Regions from separate parts of the Gossypium hirsutum genome. Here region 1 is linked to region 2. The links are chromatin contacts, called in public Hi-C maps. All regions are on one chromosome and are shown on one strand. The core of a region is the stretch at or near the end of the contact, and the rest is flanking DNA. Distances in the headings are between cores, read along the strand shown. Region 1 holds the start of LOC107921000 (exosome complex component RRP4 homolog). Region 2 holds the start of LOC107911489 (protein BLISTER).

The links. Hi-C and Micro-C count contacts between places; a contact is called where the count stands out from the background.
Region 1: a contact with region 2 is called in a Hi-C map of leaf, with 2.2 times the contacts expected there. The contact joins the promoter of LOC107921000 here to the promoter of LOC107911489 in region 2. A contact is called at or near these places in 3 of 34 Hi-C or Micro-C datasets (leaf and seedling).

The regions. Positions count from the first base shown.
Region 1 is chrD11:39,918,359-39,924,812 of Gossypium_hirsutum_v2.1, forward strand. It overlaps LOC107921000 (exosome complex component RRP4 homolog), which reads left to right and starts at 4,895. Exons shown (of 7, transcript XM_016850845.2): 1 at 4,895-5,412; 2 at 5,497-5,598; 3 at 5,689-5,734; 4 at 5,871-5,960. The coding sequence starts at 5,258. It overlaps LOC107921326 (protein S-acyltransferase 8), which reads left to right. Exons shown (of 5, transcript XM_041104516.1): 3 at 555-857; 4 at 1,165-1,395; 5 at 2,128-2,681. The coding sequence ends at 2,412.
Region 2 is chrD11:39,456,014-39,462,247 of Gossypium_hirsutum_v2.1, forward strand. LOC107911489 (protein BLISTER) reads left to right here and starts at 2,465. Exons shown (of 4, transcript XM_016839315.2): 1 at 2,465-2,993; 2 at 3,526-3,768; 3 at 4,291-4,419; 4 at 5,664-5,958. The coding sequence starts at 3,649. The coding sequence ends at 5,759.

The sequences.
Region 1 (6,454 bases), core at 3,645-6,144, 460 kb after region 2:
TCTGCTCTGTAAACATCACCTTGCAATTCAATTCTTTTCTAGATTCCTGCCTGAAAAAACTAAAATAGGAATAGCATTTTTAATATAGGGTAAATTCCACCAACAGTCACTCAACTTTGGGGTAGCTAACAAAACAGTCACTTAAGTTTTATTTCAGTCACTCAATTTTTGAAAAATAACAAAACAGTCGCTAACATTATAAAAAAGTTACAAACAGACGCTAATTAACAGTTTCCGTTAGTGTCTTAATGGGACTGTTGATGTGGTCGGTTAACTTGCCACATTGGATCTCCACAGTAAAAAACCACCCAATTTAAGAAGAAATTGAAAAAAAAAACCTTAATAAAATAGTAGAAGAAGAAGCAAAATTATTAATGATAACTCTTGAATCACATTTTTGTTGAATAATAATAATTTAATATTTATTTATTATTTTACTTAAAATAATAAATCTTCTTCATATTATTCATATGATCATGTAGGATTATTATCATTATTTATTTTTTACTGAAACCACAAATTTTCAAATGTAATTCCTTAATTGATTATGACAGGTATTACTCCTGCTTCTTCTTACCTCTGCCAGAGACCCTGGAATTGTTCCTCGCAATTTACATCCACCAACAGAAGAGATATGTTATGATTCCTCAGCTTCAATTGATGTTGGGAGACAAACACCAACCCCACGACTACCACCCACAAAAGAAGTTATTGTCAATGGTGTGCCTGTTAGGGTGAAGTATTGTATCACATGCCAGTTGTATCGTCCACCTCGTTGCTCACATTGCTCTGTATGTGATAATTGTGTGGAGCGATTTGATCACCATTGTCCTTGGGTAGGCCAGTGCATCGGAATGGTAAGTGTATCAGGCTTTCTCTTGTTTTTTAACTAGTTGTCTATTTACTTGCTGAAATCTGTATGTTTTTAAAATGGCCAAAAAAAATGAGAAACCAAATCTAAATTATGCACTACAAACAATCGAAAGATTCACATGTGCAAAAATATATTTCTAGACTTTATTATCTTCAGATCCTTTGCCAACAAAACAGGAAACTGAAGTACCATCTTTAGTGTAATTGATGTTTTGATGTTGATAAACATCATCATTGTAAGAAAGATTTGCTCAATGACAAAAGAGTAACTTACCTTCTATGTATATGCAGCGCAACTACCGTTCATTCTTTTTGTTCATTTCGTCTTCAACCATCCTCTGCATCTTTATCTTTGGAATCTCTGCCTTGAACATAAAATTCCTTACGAATGACTATGGAACGGTCTGGAAGGCAATAAAAGAGTCACCACTTTCGGTGGTACTAATGGTTTATTGCTTCATTTTCCTTTGGTTTGTTGGAGGACTTACCTGCTTCCACTTATATCTTATTGGCACAAACCAGGTGAGTATCCTTCTAAATTTTTGGGAGGTTTGGGGAGGAAGTATTACCTGTATTTTGTTCTTTATGTAAGTGGTTGCAGCCTAGTACTCTGATATGCTGCTTTTAGCTTCCTGTTATTTGTATATGATACCAGCCAAGCATGTCTAGAAAGCCAAACTACAAATTTCTTTTGAAGAAAAATATAGACCTTGGGAATGGGAACATACACAAAATGGACTAGGATCTTTCTACTATTTACTTTCTCTATTTTCGTTCTTCTCTCTTTCAAAAGCTGAAACCTGAAGTGCAGGTTGTGAATTATTTATGGAAGAATGTTCAGGTGCTAAAAGTAATGGATGTAAGATGGGATGGGATATGTGAATAATGATAGCTTTGATGTATTTGGAGAATGTAGGTTTGGCATGATGCCAAAACAGTTTCAACAAGGAGAACGGACAATAAAAAAGTGAGGGGATGGGGGAGGGGGAGGGGGAGGGAGATGAGAGTATGTTGACTTTTATGTTATTTAGACTTAACTTGGGAGTGAATGTCAAATATGGATATATGTCTAATTCGAATTTTCTCATATATTTAAAGGACCATATTTTATACCTGTGTCTAAAATATTCAACATAAGTATCAAATAAGAATATAATAAGAAAAATAAAGAGTTGATATAACATAGATGTGAGCTACTTACTATACATCTCTTTCTGTTATCAAGAGTTTCTTATACTGTATTTATTTCTTTAGACCACATATGAGACATTTCGTTACCGAGGAGTAGAAAGGCCTCAAGTATATGACCGTGGCTGCTTGAACAACTTTCGAGAAGTATTCTGCTCCAAGATAAAGCCTTCAAGAAACAATTTTCACGCTTATGTACAAGAAAATGAAAGAGGGTTTACCCGGGGCATGAATTCAGAAGGTTACATAGGTAATTTAGATGGAAACCGAAGAGAAAAAGTAGAAGACGACCGAGAAATCGGTGGCGACCTTCTCAAGATATCCCAACGCCGTGAAGCTGAAGATGCTTAAGAGCAACCTCAACAAGCAGCAGCAGGCCTTTACCAAATCTCTTCTAAGGCTAGCTGAGTTCCTTTGGGATGAAAAATACCTTAAATGGGTAACTTTATCTTTGCCTAGAAATCTTGAGGGCATGGATAGCTAAAGAATTTTGAAAGAAAGAAAGAAAGAAAGAAACAGCAGCATAGACTAGCACTGATTGTTTTATCAGAGTCCATATTTGTTTATAGACAGTGCAAATCCAATTTAGTTTTATAAATATCCATCACTGAGTTATTCAATTCTCCCTTCTCAACATTGCATTATTATTATTTTTCCTATATTATGGTAGCATAATTTCCATCATAGATACATTTGTGAAGAGATTTTTGATTCGTTTAAGAGAAAGTTGTATAATGCTCACTCAGAACTCTGTAAAGAAAAAAAATAATTTTGAGCAAACTGAGTATGTGGATTGACAACTAGATATTCTAATTCTCATAAAATGATCTATTTTGATCAACCATCAATATTATCTCTTCAATCAATATAAGATATTTAGAGAGAGCTAATTAGAAGTCTAATTATTTAGAATTGTCAATAAATAAAGAGTCTTCAAGGCATAATAAATCTTATGGACGGCAAATCAAGCCCAATAAGTACTCTTAATGCCACCTCCTTGCTTGCTTGGGTGGCAAGGTTTCTCCATACATGTGTTTGTCACCTTTTAATATTAAGGCTTACATATATTTTGGATTGTTAATTAATTTCAAGTAAAAAATTAAAATTAATTATCTAATTAAATATAGTACGCAAACCCTATTTTAATCTCGTTGAACTCACCACGTTTTTATTGTATTAAAATGCATACACAATTTTATTTACTTAATTTTATTTCAAGCAATTAAATATTATAATCACTTAATTTAAATCCACTTCGAATCCATCATTTGATCTAATTAAATAAATATCCAAAGTAACTAAATTAATCCCAGATCAATCTAATCGTTAAACAAAAAAAAAACTTATTATTTCAATGAGTAAATCTAGTGAACTAATTCTACTTGTTCAATGTGTACGGTCCCATGCAAGTGTTCATATTAAACTTAATCTGTCAAAAAGTTGTGTTGAGTTAATAGATGAACCGATTGGACATATATAATTATGACTTAAATAAATTGTAATTAAGTTTTGGCTCTTTGTCTATTAATTATAAAGTTATTTTGTCACATAGTCATTCCACTAAAGTATTATAATTGATCTCCCTATTATATACTATTACTGTAACGCCCCCAAATTTTCTATACAACATCTGGTATTGTTCTGAGATCATGTTTAGTGAACTTTGAGAAAATATAAAAATGAGTTAGAAAAAGAGATCATAAGGAATTAATTTGATATTGGTGATGGAAATCAATGAAGAGTTGTGAATGTGAAAATGTGATAAAATGATCAATCATAAATTTTAAAAAGTATGAACACTAAAATATAATTTTACTAATTTGAGAAAATGTTAGTTAATAATGATTATTTGGAATAAAAATGACATGAAATGTATATTGGTAGGATGAAGATCACATTTAGTCTAAATTGGATAAGATTAAAAAGCATAGGGATTAATTTATGAATTTTCACTTTCACCATAAAAAGATAATTTATGACATAAGTAAACTAATATTGGAGTATAATTGTGAACTATACTATTTAGATATGTTAATGTGTCATCTTTATGAGAAGGGAAAATTGACTTGAGATGGCTAGTAACAAGTTACAAGCACAAAGAAAACTAGGGGAGAATCGAAGCTTATGTTCTTAAATGCTATCTGATGTTTAAATCAGCAGGTATTTAAAAGAGATAAAGGGTTTGAAATATATTAGAGAATAATGATAGTGAAAGATATTCCTTAATAATTGCTAGATCTTCCTTTTTTATCAAAACTTGCGGCCATTCCTTTTGTTACTCATGAGTTGCTTTCTTGCATAAGAGTGTGTGGTCGTATTGATTGGTTGAGATATTCGTAGTCGTTAATATCATGTTCTAAAACCATGTGCTTACTCGTTAGGGTATCCTTATTTGGCAAGATTGTGACCATGAACTTTGTGGTGTTACCCTATTCTTTTATTTAGGTGTTTATTGGATAGTAATGTTTATCTTAAAGCGCCAAGTGTAACATTGAAGTTGTAATTGAGTTAATATCGATTATGTTCGCTCTAATACATATTTTTTGGATTGGGGTAACAACTTTATATTAAATTTTCTAGAGTTGAATTATTTGTTTAATTTAAATTTCTCAATTATTACAAGTATTTTAAATTTAGATTAATTTGATTAGATATGAATAACTATTTAATCAAAAAAAATGTTTACATTAATTATAAAAAATAGCCTTCTAAAATGTTTTAATATATTTTAAATAATAAAAACAGCTTTTGACTTCTAACAATTGAGTTAAGCCTTCGCTTCTGAACAAATTTATTTAAATTAGGTTTTTCTTAGTTATAAGATATTTAGGCAAAAGAAATATCATTGTGCAGAAAATCTAACTTCTTCAACCCACGTAACTTTTCCCCTGTTTCTTATGCATTTCTCTCTGTCTCTTCTTTAAGCTTGAGCTGCGAGATATTTTTTTTGGGTACTTTGGTCACGGAAACAAAATTACAGAAATCTTACAAAAGTACGAACAAATCAACCGGGTGGCCCAATTAAATAGCCCGTTAACAGCCCAATTAGTAATCAAAGAATGGGGGGAAATTCAATCGAGGCATTAGGGTTTAGGGTTTCTTCTTCTCCTTCTTCTCTCCACTTTTTTTGTTTTGCAGGAAGAGTTTGAGTACCCCGAAATCAAGCTTATGCCGAGTAGCCGATAACAAAGATAAAATGAGAGGATTGAAGTTACCGTTGAGCCAAACCCAAAGGGTAAGACTTCAAAGGGCATTCGAAAAGCTTCAGTCTCTATCTGCTATGGCCAATTCCGACGCTTCCGTTACCGTCGCCGATACTATTCCTGTCAACTACGAAGACGCTTTTCTCAAGTGCTCCCCAAAAACTACAATTAAATTAATTATATAGCATGGCTAAACACTTGTTTTATGTTCTTCACTTTTTTTTTTCTGAAGGGGACATGGAACAACGGACCTCAACGGCGAATTGGTGGCAACTGTGTGCGGCGTTGTGGAGCGCGTCAACAAACTGGTCTACGTACGCTCCTTACGCGCTAGGTATTCTCAAACAAAAATCTCTCTTCAATCCTATTACTCTTCTTTTGTTGTTTTGGAATTTAATTATTTTCGAATTATTAAATCTTTTAGGTACAAGCCAGAGGTTGGGGATGTCGTAGTGGGACGTGTAGTCGAGGTAAGGCCTAAAGTGGCTGAATAACACTTACCTTCAAATGTGGCATTGACCCAGTATTTCCCTTTGTACCAAAAATAATTATTCTTCTTTTCTGGAACACATAAGGGACTTTGCATTTTCATTTATTCATATTCAGGTTGCTCAAAAGCGGTGGAGATTAGAAATTAATTTTAGCCAAGATGCGGTTTTAATGCTTTCTTCAATGAACATGCCTGATGGTATTCAGGTAACTTGTATATTCCTTGCAGAAATTATGTAGAATTTATAATGAAATTCGATTGAGGTTGGATGCTTGATGTGAGAGTGCAGTTCTCCTTGTATATTGTTAGACTAGCAAAGTCTTTTTAGTTGAACTTCCACCATTGGTCTGATACTGCATAGTATCCCTTGAAGCTATCCATTGAATTTTATATGAGCAACATTTATAAGTTCCTCATTCCTTGTTTGTCTTGCTTCAAAACTGCCTCATATTTATGCTAGCTGCGTTTTGATGCCATATGGGGAAAATATTTATGTTTTTTCCCTATGTTATACTGACTCATTTTTCTTGAAGAACCTGTTTTTGACATATATTTGGTCATTGATATGTGGATATGATCCTCCTAATAGATGGAAAATTTAGAAAATTGAATATACCCATGTTGGACATTTAAGTCCGATACTCATCCCTAAGTAACATACAACTTTGCTTTTGCTCCCTTATAAATTTTCCTAATTTAA
Region 2 (6,234 bases), core at 1,215-3,714:
AATCAATTAGTAAATTTGGGTTTGATTTTGGACTAATTAATAATTATATATTTGTGTGTGTTGGAACTTTCATTCTCTCCTTGCTAATGTTTCAACTCTTATTCAGAAAACTTGCTAAGCTGTTCATAACATCTTGTTTAAACAACTCCTTATTTAAACAACTATCCATCGAAACCTTTAAACAATAGACTCTTGGACAGCTCAAGTCGAGTTGCATTTGGGCTTTTTGACTTGATTCTCCACAATTGTTTTCTTCATAAGCAATGAGTCTCAAAACATGTTCCATCACATCCTATACATTGCTGATTGGATTAGGAAGTGAAGGAAAGATTGGTAGCTTTGAGCTTTTTGCTATTTAGTGTTGATGCTGAAACAACCTGTTTAAACAATTGTTTGGACAAGACTTTAAGACAGCTTAGATAGAGTTGGATGTTAGCATTTTATATTTAGACCTCCGTGGACGTTTTCTCCATAAGCAAATGAATCTTAGAACATGTTTCATCTCAAACCATGGTAATTGGATTTGGATGATTGAAAAAACTACGAGATCGACATGCCTTATCCGTTAAGACTTATCCTCGTCTTTTAAGCCTTTGTCCTTGGTGATTTATCTATTGATTTTACTTGGTTTATAAGGCTTTATCTTGGGATAAAGATTGAAGGTTTTTATCCAGAATTATTGTGCAACTAAAAGGATGAATTTATCTTCACAAAGCTGATAAGGGAAGTTGCCATGTTAAGCCTACAAATAGGTTGTTGTACTGCACACATGGGTGTGTTTTGTGGAGTGCTTTTGGTTGTTTATTTTATTAACTTTATTTTGTGTGTTTGGCAGTCGTGTTAGACAATTTGTTGGAGAGTTTATATTTGATGTAAGTGATGTTTTTGGGATGAGTGATTTGCAACAATTAGGACTAGTGTAAAGCTGCAATCACTTGTTTATATGAATGCACGTGTTTTTAAGCCCTACGCTTAACAAACCTAGGAAGTAATATAGGTAAACGGATCGAGAGATGAGGTTACCAAGTAAATCGTGTATTTATCCTAGTGAGGAGAGTGAGGCCAAGAGATAAGCGTGTACTGGTTGATTAGTTAGGCAGTAGAGGTCGAGAGGTAATATTATCTAGGTAATAACTAATTCTCTAATAAAAAACCGAGTTTTGAAGTTAATTACGACCACGAAAATAAGTTAATCTTTTATCTATTAATCGATCATAAGTTGAGAACTCGCATTGTCGACACTAGGAATAGGAAATTCTATTAGGTTAATTTAGAGCAATTAATTTAATTAGCTTAATTAATCTTTTAATTTGGATTCACACTACTAATTTATGACTCAATCAGATTATTAATTATTTTTTGTAATTAATTTAATAATAAAATTCTCCAATATGCAATCCCTTTGGTATAATCCTCAAAATACTTACTGGTGTTCCGTTGTAACACTTCTATATTATAATTTTACCTATTCGCTTGCAGATACCGCTCTAATTTTATATCGATTTATTTTCACAATTTTTTTACTCTAAATGTTCGTATGTTTAGAGGTGGTCAGACGCAATAAAGGCGTTGTGAGAATAGGTGGTGGAGAATGTCATGGACCGCACAAAGGAGCCCACGACCAAGGCACCATTTGATGATCCATTTGTTTATTTAGGGTCATTCGATGCGATAGGACTGACCTATTACTTAGAGAGACTAAAGCCTATCTACTCAGTTTAGAGAATATGTAAACACTCTAGTAATTTATATTTTACTAAGGCGAATATTTTGTAATCCTGAGGGATAAGAATGTATGGAGCTTAAATCTCTTAGGAATCTCATCTTGTAGATAAGTTTTAATATTGACCGTTGATCTAATTTAAATTGTACTACTAGATCTGAGAGAGCTCAACCGTAAATAGAGTTACCCCAGATTCTTGAGTAATAAAATACTTTTGAGAATATTTATTCAAACACTTAGGCGGATTTGAAGCAAAAGAATCGCGTTCTAGCCTCGTAACATTTGGACTCGAATTTTTACGGACTTGAACTTTCTCAAACTTGAATTCCGTCAAAACCAAGCTTTCTCGTATTTAGATCATTAAGAGCTGAAATGGATTAATGGAAATGAGCAATGAAATGAAATACGTGAAAACATTATCCCGAACCTTTCCCATCATCATATCGCATGGCATCGTGGCAGTACAATAAATCCATAAAGGAGATGGGGAAATAATAGTTATAAATCTTTAAATCAAGAATTTATATTGCCCAGGGTGATTTGTTTTGGTTAATTAACGATGCATGTACTAATGATATACTTAATATTATCTAATCAAATAATCATTTTTTTAATTCAGCTAATCTGACTTGAAAGTTTTGTTGGGTTGGATATTTTAGTGATGTCTCTCCTAGTAGGGCCGAACAAAATTGAAAAATAGAAAATTTATTTAAATGGTAGTGTTTGGTTTTGGTTTGAGGTTTTGAATGTTACTATTATTTTGAAATGAACCGAATTATATCTTTAATTTAGGGTTCCTTTAGATGCAACTGGGTTCCAGTAGGTTGGCTTTTTTAGGCTAAAAAAAATTGCAACTAAAATGTTAACAAACGCAAGGCTCAACTAAAATGTTAACAAATGCAAGGCTGTTTAGAAAGTATTCTTCAGTACGTTGAAAATACATTTCACCTCACCGGAGGCTTAATTCTAGACTGGAGACTTTTGGTCCAATAAAAATTTAGCAACTTCAGTTATTTTTCTTTTCCTCTTTTACCCATATATTCTGCAGTTGCATTCTTCAGGCTTTTCTAATGTTTGGCTACCCTTCTTCTCCCCTTTCCCCTTCCTCTTCCCTTTCCCCTTCCCCTTGGGTTGCAAATCAGTTTGGTCAAGGACCTCTTCCGGTTCCTCCTTCATCCAGGTAGAGCTGCTTCTCCTTCTTCCGTTCTTCATTCCTTTTTCTTATCCTTGAAATCAAGGAGAAATTCGAAGACCTACATGCTCTAATCAGGTATTCCATTAAAAACTAATAGCTTTTATTTATCGATTTTTAAATGTGCATGCATATAATTATTTGAAGAAAAAAATCGTTCATTGTGGAAATTCTTATATGAGATTTTGTTTTTTCTTCTACTGAATTTCTGGGTTTTGTTGGAATCCTTGAAAAATATATATTTCTTTGTCAGATCGTGATGACATTGACTAGATTGATTGTCTTTGGATTACATTAATGACCTTTCGATTGGAAAAGGAAGTGTTGGGTCGATCTTGCTTTTGACCAATGATGAGGGTTTAGTGAAAATCAAAATTATGGAATCAATTTATGTTTTTTTCCGATAATTTTAATTGTTTGCAATGATAATTGTTCAAGTGGAAAATAGTATTTATTTTCAGCTTTGTGGTGGGTGGTTGTACCATTAAGATTGAGAATGAAATTATCGAATTATAGTCAATTGAAATCCGCTATGCATTTTTTTAATATCATGGAATGGAATTTGGCTTGTTAAATTTTACTTAAGGTGTTAATTTTGCGTTTCTATTAGTTTGAAGGGATTTTGTGAAAGCTGAGAAAAAGGGGAGTAAAGATGGTGAAACTGACAATGATTGCTCGTGTTACTGATGGTCTTCCTCTGGCGAGGGACTAGATGATGGTCGGGATCTGACAGATGCTGAAATGTACAAACAACAAGTTAAGGCTTTGTTTAAGAATCTCTCTAAAGGCCATAATGAAGCTTCAAGGATGTCTGTCGAGACTGGTCCTTATGTATTCCAGTATCCTTGTCCTGGTATCTATTTTTTGGATGCCATATTTTTTGAGTTATGAAATAGGTTTATACTTTATGGTCTATTGAGGGAAAGAAATAAGTTCTGTTGTATGTTTTTCTCAGTACGATTTGCAGGTGCATCTGAATTATACCATTGTGGTGTTACCTTGACCTAAGTTCATAGCTATATCATTGAAGGTCGTGTTTGTTACTTGACAGTGTGACCGTTCTTATCATTGCAGTGGGAATTTTTGTTGTTAGACTCCTGTGACTTCGTTTATGACTCTTCAATAGTCTGATCAATAAGTCTTTGTTTTGAATGGTTTTCTTTTGTTGCAAAGGATGAATTCAGTTTTATGCTGCATTTTAAAATGCTATGCTGTATGTATGCTGATATGCATTTTGTTCTCTTGTGTTCTTTGTCTAGTGATGTTCAAATTGTTAGGGAGCTTGTTACAAATACTTTTTAAAATGTCAACAACATTCTATTTCAGCCCTTATCCCTTTTTTTATTCTTGCTATGTCTGGTGTTTGGTATTGCAGGCAGAGCTCGAGTCTTTTAAAATGGAATATGCAAATGCACGACTGGAATGTAATGCAGCTGATGAACGTGCTAATATATTGGCTTCTGAAGTCATTGGTTTGGAAGAGAAGGTAACAAAGTTTCAATGGGTAAAGGTTTTCTTCCTTCTCCAATTTTATTCTATTCATTACAGAACATATATCACTCTTGATAATAATACTGAAAGATCAGTAAGCTGTCATGTTCGTATATGCATGGTTGTAATATATACCACGTGAAGGGTGCCAGTTTAACTTAAGTGGCTCTCTAGTCCTTTTTTATATTTGACTTGATCATGTTATTTGCTTGTTTTATATGATATTATTAGCATTTGGAGTTTCTTACTTTATTCCCTTGAATATATTTCTGTATAAAGCTGTTGACACTGGAGTGAAATTACTTTTGTCTTCTGCTAGATTAAAATGTTTTTAATATCCTTTCTGTAGGCACGTCGATTAAGGTCAAATGAGCTAAAATTGGAGAGGCAATTGGAGAACTCATAGGCTAAAATTTCTTCTTTCAAGTATGCTTTTTTTAAGTCTAATTATGAAATTTGTCCCTTTATTTTACAGCATCTGAGAAGTTAGTCCCTCTGATTTGTCAGAATGGTCCTCATATTTTATGAACACTAAGAAATTAGTCCAATTGAGTAACATTGTTAAACCTTCTTGTTAAACTGAGCTGTTCAACAACTTATGTGCTAGGAATTAGTAAAAACCAGCAGTAGCATATTTATGTTACAAAAAATTTGACCTATATTCAACTTAGGTTACTATTTAAGTTTTGAGTATAGTTTTGGCACAGCATGCAACATGTTAATTTTGCACCATGCATCTGGTGTAATTATATGTTATTTTCAGTCTTACTAACCTGGATTATTTTAACAGTTTGTATCATTGGTGCATCCATCAGTTAGTGTTGATTGTTCGATACTACATGATTGTTATGAATCATTTGCAATGTATTGCTTGGGAAGATACCTTGTTGCTTGCTTGGGAATGTTCATTTCAAAGACCTTGAACTTCAAATAAAGATTTTATTTCTTATCTTTGGATTAGCCTTGCACAATATTTCATTTAGTTTACAGTTTCTGTGGTGACATTGTCTTTGTTATTTGCTTTGCTTATGCCCTTGAGTCTAAATTTTGGACACCCATATATTATTTTCAATGTCATTGAATAGTCATTTCAACACTCTGCTTTTTCATATCTTTACTTTTTAAGAATATATAGGTTCTTCTGATGTCTAACATACCATAATCATAATTCCCCTTAATGCACTAAAAGGAATATGCACTACTTTGTTAGTAAGCAAAGTACAGGATGTTGTTGAACTTTGGCCTGCAATGCAACAGGAAACCAGCTGCAAACCAGCATGCAGACCAGCATCCAAGCTGAACCAGATAAGCAGCAGCATTTTGTTTATTTTGTTCATTTGTAACTTGATTTAGTTGCAATGTAATTTATACTTAAAGTTAGTAGGAGTAGTTGTTGATTTATGTTTGATGTTATAGCTGGTATGTCAGCTACATTTTGTTTGTAATTCTATCTAGGCTTTGGGAGCAGTTATACATTAGTTAACTGCCATATTTCATTGTAACATATATGCTTCTCAAGTCAATGAAAAAGATCTGATTTTTGGAAATCAAATTCAGTTTTCTTCTTGTTCAAACTTCTTTGCATTCGTTTTTCTTTCTCCTTAGTTTTCTGCTAAAAAAACCAACACATGTAATCCGGACTACATGTAATTTGTTTTTCTCCTATAATTAAATATATGATTAATTTGAAATGTTAAATAAAATAAATTTTTGAATTTTTCTCTAGTTTTAATTCATTTTTAATTATTTATTATTGAAAATAAATATAATTGTAATAATTTTTAATCATTTATTAATTTTGTAATTGTTTAATAATTTTAAAAACTTC